Linked DNA regions of Xenopus laevis: region 1 is linked to region 2. A link is a contact called in public Hi-C data. All regions are on one chromosome and are shown on one strand. The core of a region is the stretch at or near the end of the contact, and the rest is flanking DNA. Distances in the headings are between cores, read along the strand shown. Region 1 holds the start of rbm17.L (RNA binding motif protein 17 L homeolog). Region 2 overlaps LOC121401519 (a long non-coding RNA gene).

Region 1 (4,111 bases), core at 499-2,998, 96 kb after region 2:
GAGGAAGCAAAAGGCAGAACTCTGTCTGTTAATTGGCTCATGTGACCTTACATGTGGTTTGTATGTGTAAACAGTGAATCTTACGATCTCAGGGGGTGGCCCTTATTTTTTAAAATGGCAATTTTCTATTTATGATTACCCAATGGCACATACTACTAAAAAATTATATTATTATGATAATGGTTCATTTACATGAAGCAGGGTTTTACACATGAGCTGTTTTACTCAGTATCTTTTAATAGAGACCTACATTGTTTGGGGGGTATAGTTTTCCTTTAAAGACATGACTAACTGTTTGGATTCGAAAGCCGACCATAATATGGAAAACTATGGAAAAGCTTGAATATGAAAATACACCATCTAAAACCTGTCGAGGTCATATATGAGTTAATGGCAGAGGTCCCTTGAACCATTTGACGATGTTAATTGCCTGCATGATGTTCACGTTTTTTCAGAGGGTTTTTCCCGAAACTTGATCAATTCGAGTGATTTGAGTTTTTTCTCACCAAAAACTCAATCAATCCAAGTTTTTGGGCTTCACAACTCGAACTCGCTGAATATAATTGTTCCAACACTTTTTCAGTTCAGTTGGTTTCAGATTCAGAGTTTACCAGAAATACTTTTTCAAATTACTTTCTAGGAGAAACAACCCCTTAATAAAAAAAACAAAAAAAACCCTACCCTACAAAGACCCCCTCCAGTCTAGCTGCCCCCCCCCCGGGGCTAATGCCCCTAAATCTTTACTCAACCCTCCGTGCAGATTCTGTATAAGTAACTGGTTCCAAGTGTTGCCTTTTACGTGCCTTCTGCCCTGCCTTTGTCCATAGAAGGCAGATTCTGTCCAGCGGAGTTCACTTATCTTCGGAATGAGACCAGCGAAGCCGCAAATGCGCAGTTGGAGCAATTTTCTGTTTCACAACAACTGCGCATGCGCCAAAACTCACAAAAAATTGCAGAAGCACCGGTCTCATTTAGAATATTACCAAAGTGTCTAAAGGTGGCGCCTGTAAACTCCGCTGGACAGAATCTGCATAATGTAGGGTAGGGTTTTTTTTATTAAGGGTTTGTTTCTCCTTTAAGTCTATGTGTGCCTGTTTTTTTCTAATATTGAAGTGTAAAGTGTCATTTTACACCTGGTATGGAATGAAGAAGGAAAGGCCAAGAATTTGGAAATGTTTACACTGGGGAGACACTTAGGAGTAGATGTGATAACTCTGCATAAATAAAGTCTCTAATACTTTGCCAGTAGATCCTTCCAGCAGACACAAGGGCATCCAATCAGATTAGAAGAAAGGAGATTCCATGTTAACATGCTAAAACGTTCTGTGTTTAAGCTTAGTAAGTGGTGGAATTCTCTGCCTGTAGTATTTGTGCTGGCAGACACAATAAACAGCTTCAAGAAAGAACGTTTAAGAAATGCACCATGAGATTCTATGTAAGTAGTTTTCTTACTGATGAGTAATTTTAGATTTTTGAATAGTAACATTTTTCAAGTGAGAAACAGTTTGGGGGCAGGTTGGAACTTAAAGAACAAGCAATGTGACTGCAATTACGTACGAACTGTATGCAGCCCTTTCTCACTGAATGAGATGGTGTGTCAATGCTAGAAGCATGAGCAATGCATGAGGAAAGAGAGCGATCACAAACATCGTGTAGAAATGTAACACAACCGCAAGCCATCGGGTAAACATACCGCCCAAAAAGCGGGACAGTCACGATTTTCTTAATACAGCCCACAGTCCAGTATAGCCACAGGCAACGACGATAACATCGAGCTCCTCGGTTCTTGCCGGGCGCCTAATAATTACGTCACTAGCCTTGTGTCGCGAGACTCTGGCGTCACGACACGTATACTAACGCAGTGACGCGGCACGTTGCCCTTTTTTGGGGCGTGGCACTGTAGACCAGTACTGCAGAAATCTAAGCTGTGGGCGTAATGTCATGATTATTTTTCCTCTACTCGCACCTCCTTTCATGTCAGGGAACAAACAAAAGCTTGTTGTTTATTAGCTTTCCCCGCTGCCACCCGACCGTCTTGCTCACATTAATTCATATATGTTCTGCTTAGAGTTGCGGCCACTTGTGCAATGAATACGACTTTTGCTAAGTTTGATGAAAAAAAAACAACAGTATTGTGGGTTAAACTAGGGCCTAGTGAAATGGAGCCTGTGTTTTACTACACAGTGGCGAGTTTTTCACATAATATGGAGTCTTAGGGGCAAACTCGCTAAGTGCTGAAACACGCTAGCGACACCTTCACCGCACTTCGCCAGGGCGCCGCTAATTCACTAAAATCCGAAGTTGCGCTCAGGGAGGCGAAAGGTAGCGAAGTTGCACTAGCGTTAATTCGTCAAGCAAAGCGAAGTTATACTAGCGATGCCTAATTTGCATACGGCGCCAAGTTAAAGTACAATGGACGTATATGTAGCAACAAATACATTACCCTACACAAGCCTGGGAAAGCTTCATAAAATAAAATAGAGTTGTTATATTGCACTATACATGTGCCCACTGTATAGTTTAGGTGCCATATCTTAGGAAATGTAGGGGGAAAGGAGGGTACCCCCAAAATAATCTTTTTCAGCCTATCACCCTTAAAAAAGTAAGACGCCAGAGTTTTTTGGGACTTAGAAAAAATTTCAACTTTTTTTGAAGCAATCCCTATCTACTCTATTGCACTTTACCTGATCTGAGGTGGCGAAGGCAAGTCTGGCGCAAGAGGTAACGTTCAGTAAAATGCACAAGTTAGTGAATTAGCGTAGTTACGTCCCTTCGCCATAGCACAACTTTGCCTGGCATAAGGGTGTGAAGTAGCGCTAGAGTAGATCCACTTCGCTAGCAAATTTACACCAGCACCTGTAAATGAGTTAGGAACGAAATTATGCCACGCTGGCAAATTAAGTTAGCCGCTTCGCATTTTAGTGAATTTGCCCCTTAGTGTTATTGTACAAAAGTGACACACTAAGCTCGAGTGAAGGATTCGAATGAAAAATACTTTGAATTTCGAAGTATTTTTTGGGTACTTCGACCATCGAATGGGCTACTTCGACCATCGAATGGGCTACTTCGACCTTCGACTACGACCTTCGACTTCGATTCGAACGATTCGAACGAAAAATCGTTCGACTATTCGACCATTCGATAGTCGAAGTACTTTCCCTTTAAAAAAAACTTCGACCCCCTACTTCGGCAGATAAAACCTACCGAAGTCAATGTTAGCCTATGGGGAAGGTCCCCATAGGCTTGCTAAACTTTTTTTGATCGAAGGATTTTCCTTCGATCGTTGGATTAAAATCCTTCGAATCGATCGAACGAACGTTTAGCGCTAAATCCTTCGACTTCGATATTCGAAGTCGAAGGATTTCAATTCGAGGGTCGAATTTCGAAGTATTTTTTACTTCGAAATTCGACCCTTAGTGAATCTGCCCCTAAGTAATATTCAAATAAGTAATTTTGAGTATATAGGTTCTTCTTTTCGCTGTGTGTCTGTTTAATTCAGATTTGCTTTAGATCACACTCACAGTCTAGTTATGCTGTGTGGCAACGGCATCTCTTACCAGTAACAGTGGCATGAGAAGGTCCCATTATTGTTGTGCTAACAAGGACCTTATTTTTTACAGTTAACCAAAATGTAATGTATCAAATCTTTTATTCAAGTTTTATTCAGAGACCTTGCATGGACATCCATTGGAGATAAAATATTACCTGGTGTTGCTGAACACCATGCGACAAAGCAACAACCATATTTGAGAATTTCATATAATTTGGGATCGCTTTAAAGCACGGGCAGATATTTCCTTACAGCTTGATCTTATCACATTGTCTTCTACAAGATGTAATAAACATAGGGACATTATCAATACCCTGATTACAGTCTTGTTTTTTGTCTGTTATTCATTTACTTTGTTAAAAACGCAATGCTTAATGAATCTAATAAATACCTAAAGGGGCAGTTCAGTGTAGAAATAAAAACTGTGTAAATAGATTGTATGTGCAAAATAAAAAATGTTTCTAATATAGTTAGATAGCCAAAAATGTAATGTATAAAGGCTGGAGTGACTGGATGTCTAACATAATAGCCAGAACACTACTTCCTGCTTTTCAGCTCTCT
Region 2 (3,804 bases), core at 1,088-3,587:
TCAGTCCTAAAACCTGGTGGAGCCGCAGGTTTAACACAAAAGATTGCTGGGTCACAGGTGGGTTCAAGTTCAGCTTTACCTTCCGCTCTCATCAGCAGTGACCTTACAGTGCCGGCTTCCAACTCTTGCCCGTACACTTTTGTGACTTCAGCCATGGTTGGGTCAGGCATGGTTCTATAAATACAGCAGCTGTGCTAGGTCAGTTAGGATTCGGTCCGGGTCCATTTTTTCCATCCCGCACATTACTAGTGGCAGCCCAGTCTGACCCTGATCAGCCCATATGCTGGCATCAGCCTTCTCCTGTGCCTGCACCCAGAGCCACTGCGTCAAAGTCTCCACCTGATTTTACCCAATTAAGCAAAAAGTTTAATTATTTTATCAAAAAACACTATTAAGTTACAGTGACACAGTTACATACAAATGCAATTTATTATAAAACAAATAATACAGAAAAGACTCTAGAGCTTAGTTCTGGAGAATTAAGTATACTGTTTAGCTAACAATCTTCCAACAGGTCTGAATGATCAGTGATGCATGTGATGACCAAACAGCAGTATAATTATAACTGAGCTGATCAGCCACAGGGAAAAACAAAACGGACAGATGAACCACATCAAAAGGGGTGGTTCACCTTTAAGTTAACTTCTAGTATGTTATAGAATGGCCAATTCTAAGCAACTTTCAATTGATCTTTGTTTAAATAGTTTTTTACTCATTTGCCTTTTTTCTTCGGACTCTTACCAGGCTTCAAGTGGGGTTCACTGAACACATCTAATACAAATGCTCTCTAAGGCTATTGCTACTTTTTACTCCCAGTATAAATTAGCAGACAAGTGTTGAATACAAGCAGTCACAACAAAATACTTCATCTAGTAATATGTTACTGCTATGGGATTAACTTTATGCTTGCTGTGTTCAAAATTATGATCTCTGTTTGAAAGATATATATAATGGAATTTGAACTGCTACCTTGTCATATGTGCTAAGGTCTTGTGCCCTTATATGGTCACAAATGTTTCTTGCTATTATGCAATATAAATTAGATAAACTAGAATGTTTATCTATTTGTTTAGCACAGCGTTCACCCTTTATTACAAAATTTTTTTAAAAAAAAAAATGTAAACACTTAATTTACCTTAGTGTATCCCTGGAGACCTGAGCACCTTCCTGTGTGTGCTAATGCTCTATCATCCTGTTGACAGACATTTATTGCGTAAATTGGATTTCGAATCCCAAAGGAAGCGTGAATGCATCATTATCTGCCATTGCAAGATGTAAATCTAAAACAAATGTCAAATAATTTAAGTAGCCAAACGAATCGTTGCTATTTTTCCACTTACTTTGGTTAAGTGACCATTAAATCACAATCTGACCCTCTAGGAAACTCTATGCAGGGGTTCAATAAGGACAAGCCTTAAATATAAACAAACAGAGCAAAGTATGGCTTTGGGCTACAAAAATCTTCATCTAAGAAGCTAATAAAATTGAGCAACAAATGCAGATCAGTGCTTATTTATATTTGACTTAAATTGCAGCATGAACTTTTTTTGTTTTAAAATATACCCTCATTTTCATCATAAGCTCATTCAGCTGGGTTTAAATAGGGTGTTCACCTTTACATTTACTTTTAGTATGATGTAGAGAGTGATATTCTGAATTTATTTGCAATTAGCTTTCATTTTTTATTTTTTTTATTTTGAGCTATTTTATTTTTTATCCAGCAGCTCTTCAGTTTGCAATTTCAGCAGTCATTTGAAAGCTGGACAGGGTTAGAAGAAGATAAACTATTCAAAAACTATAAAAAAAAACCATAAAATCCAATTGAAACATTGCTTATAATTAGCCATTCTGTAACATACTAAACATTAACTTAAATGTGAATCACATTTAAGGTGCATAAACACTATATGACCTTTTAAAAATAGATTTTTAAAACAGGTATACCAGATTCCACAAAGTGAAAGAAAACCACAGTAGTCTGAATGTACTGCAGGGGCCAGACCCTCTGCATGTGTGGAAGAGCTAGTTTTCGTTCTGATAATCATTCCGACTGTAACTAGTGCGTGCAAAGGATATAGGAGCTGCAGAGGTGGGCAATACAAGGGCCTGAACTAGGGGAAGGTGGTAGAAGAGGTACATGCCCGGCGCCCCTTCACCTTTGCACCCTAGGCACGTGCCTCTTCTGCCTACCCCTAGTTCCAGCCTTGCACCAAAAAACAGGTAGTGTGCTTGCACCTGGGCTGTTGCAGTAGTTGTTGATATAGACACAGAAGAGTGCAGATTCAAGTGTAGGGGCTAATTTTCAGTCTGCATTTATCCGCAGGCCAAAAATCAGCCCAGGGTGGCCGTGGCCTTAGGGTCCTTACCACTACCTTGTTCCATTGTGAAGGGATGGATCCTGGGGCTTGAATTCCCTCTGCTTTCCAGAAAATCTGTGCACCACCCACTATTTAAAAAAATGCAACATCTACACCTATTGATGCCAGGGAACCAGGTCTGGACTGGGATTCAAAATAGGCCTTCACATAGATTCACAAACAGCCCCCACCAGCCCACTAAGGGCTAGTCCACACGGGGAGATAGCGACGCGTTTGCGGTCGCGGCGACAAAGCGCCGCGACAGTCGCCGCGACCGGCGCAGGCGACAGTTTTGTATGGGCGCCTATGTAAAAACGCCTGTGCTAACCACACGAGGCGATGCGCTTTTCAACAGTCGCCTGAAAATGCCTCGCCAGGCTTTTTCAGGCGACTGTTGAAAAGCGCATCGCCTCGTGTGGTTAGCACAGGCGTTTTTACATAGGCGCCCATACAAAACTGTCGCCTGCGCCGGTCACGGCGACTGTCGCCGCGCTTTGTCGCCGCGACCGCAAACGCGTCGCTATCTCCCCGTGTGGAATAGCCCTAAATAGTGACAGTCTATGGCATCTTACAGCAGCCCCTCTGGCATTTGCCAGAACACACAGATTGCCAGTCCGGGCCTGCAGGGAACCCTGGAGCCAACACCATATCCAAGCTAGGCAGTGGTTCCAAGGTTCCCAGAGGAGGTGTGGCAAAATAATCAAACACACACATCACTCACTAAACACTGATAATGATCAGTCAAGCAGACATTCAGCACAATTACTTCCAATTCACATCAAAGTGTGATGCATCAGATGCAACTGCATAAAGGGGGCCATACACGGAGAGATCCGCTCCTTTGGCGATGTCGCCAAACAAGCGGATCTCTCCCCCATATGCCCACCTTGAGGTGGGCAATATCGGGCTGATCCGATCGTGGGCCCTAGGGCCCAACGATCGGATCCTAACGAATAGTAATGGGTGGTCAGATCGCAGGACCGCATCAACGAATAGATGCGGCCGCGATCCGACGGGATTTTTCGTCCCATCCAATCGAGATTTGGCCGACTTCCGGTCAGTTCTCGATCGGAGAAGCGCGTCGGGGTGCCCCATACACGAGCCAATAAGCTGCCGACGCGGTCTCTCGGCAGCTTTTATCCGTCCGTGTATGGCCACCTTAAGAAGCAACTCCCCCTGGCAACTGCATAGATGCTAGTATTCTGGGGGGGACACTACATTGTGGGTAAAACACATTATATTTGGAAGTGCATTTTGCACACTGCATCTGCAAGAAATAAATGACCCCTAGAGTCTGAATGACCCCTTTAAATGACCCCTATACTCTAAATGCTAGTGGAATGGATTTCAGTTCATTGCGACATCTGCCGTGAAAAAGAACTATTATTTCCATGTGACACATTCTCAACATTCTTCAGATAGCTGCTCCAGGCTTCAAAGTCCTTTT

What was found. Hi-C and Micro-C count contacts between places; a contact is called where the count stands out from the background.
Region 1: a Hi-C map of the XL177 cell line shows a contact between it and region 2, with 2.6 times the contacts expected there. The contact joins the promoter of rbm17.L here to the enhancer-like site in region 2. A contact is called at or near these places in 2 of 4 Hi-C or Micro-C datasets (the XL177 cell line and the XTC cell line).

What each region holds. Positions count from the first base shown.
Region 1 is chr3L:90,210,813-90,214,923 of Xenopus_laevis_v10.1, forward strand. rbm17.L (RNA binding motif protein 17 L homeolog) reads right to left here and starts at 1,749. Exons shown (of 12, transcript NM_001095624.1): 1 at 1,694-1,749.
Region 2 is chr3L:90,113,949-90,117,752 of Xenopus_laevis_v10.1, forward strand. All of the region lies in intron 3 of LOC121401519 (a long non-coding RNA gene), which reads right to left. Among protein-coding and RNA genes, the nearest start is that of LOC121401519, 17 kb to the right of the region's middle. Within about 2 kb of position 2,338, at least 1 of the 7 cell types and tissues checked has an H3K27ac peak or open chromatin away from gene starts, as enhancers often do.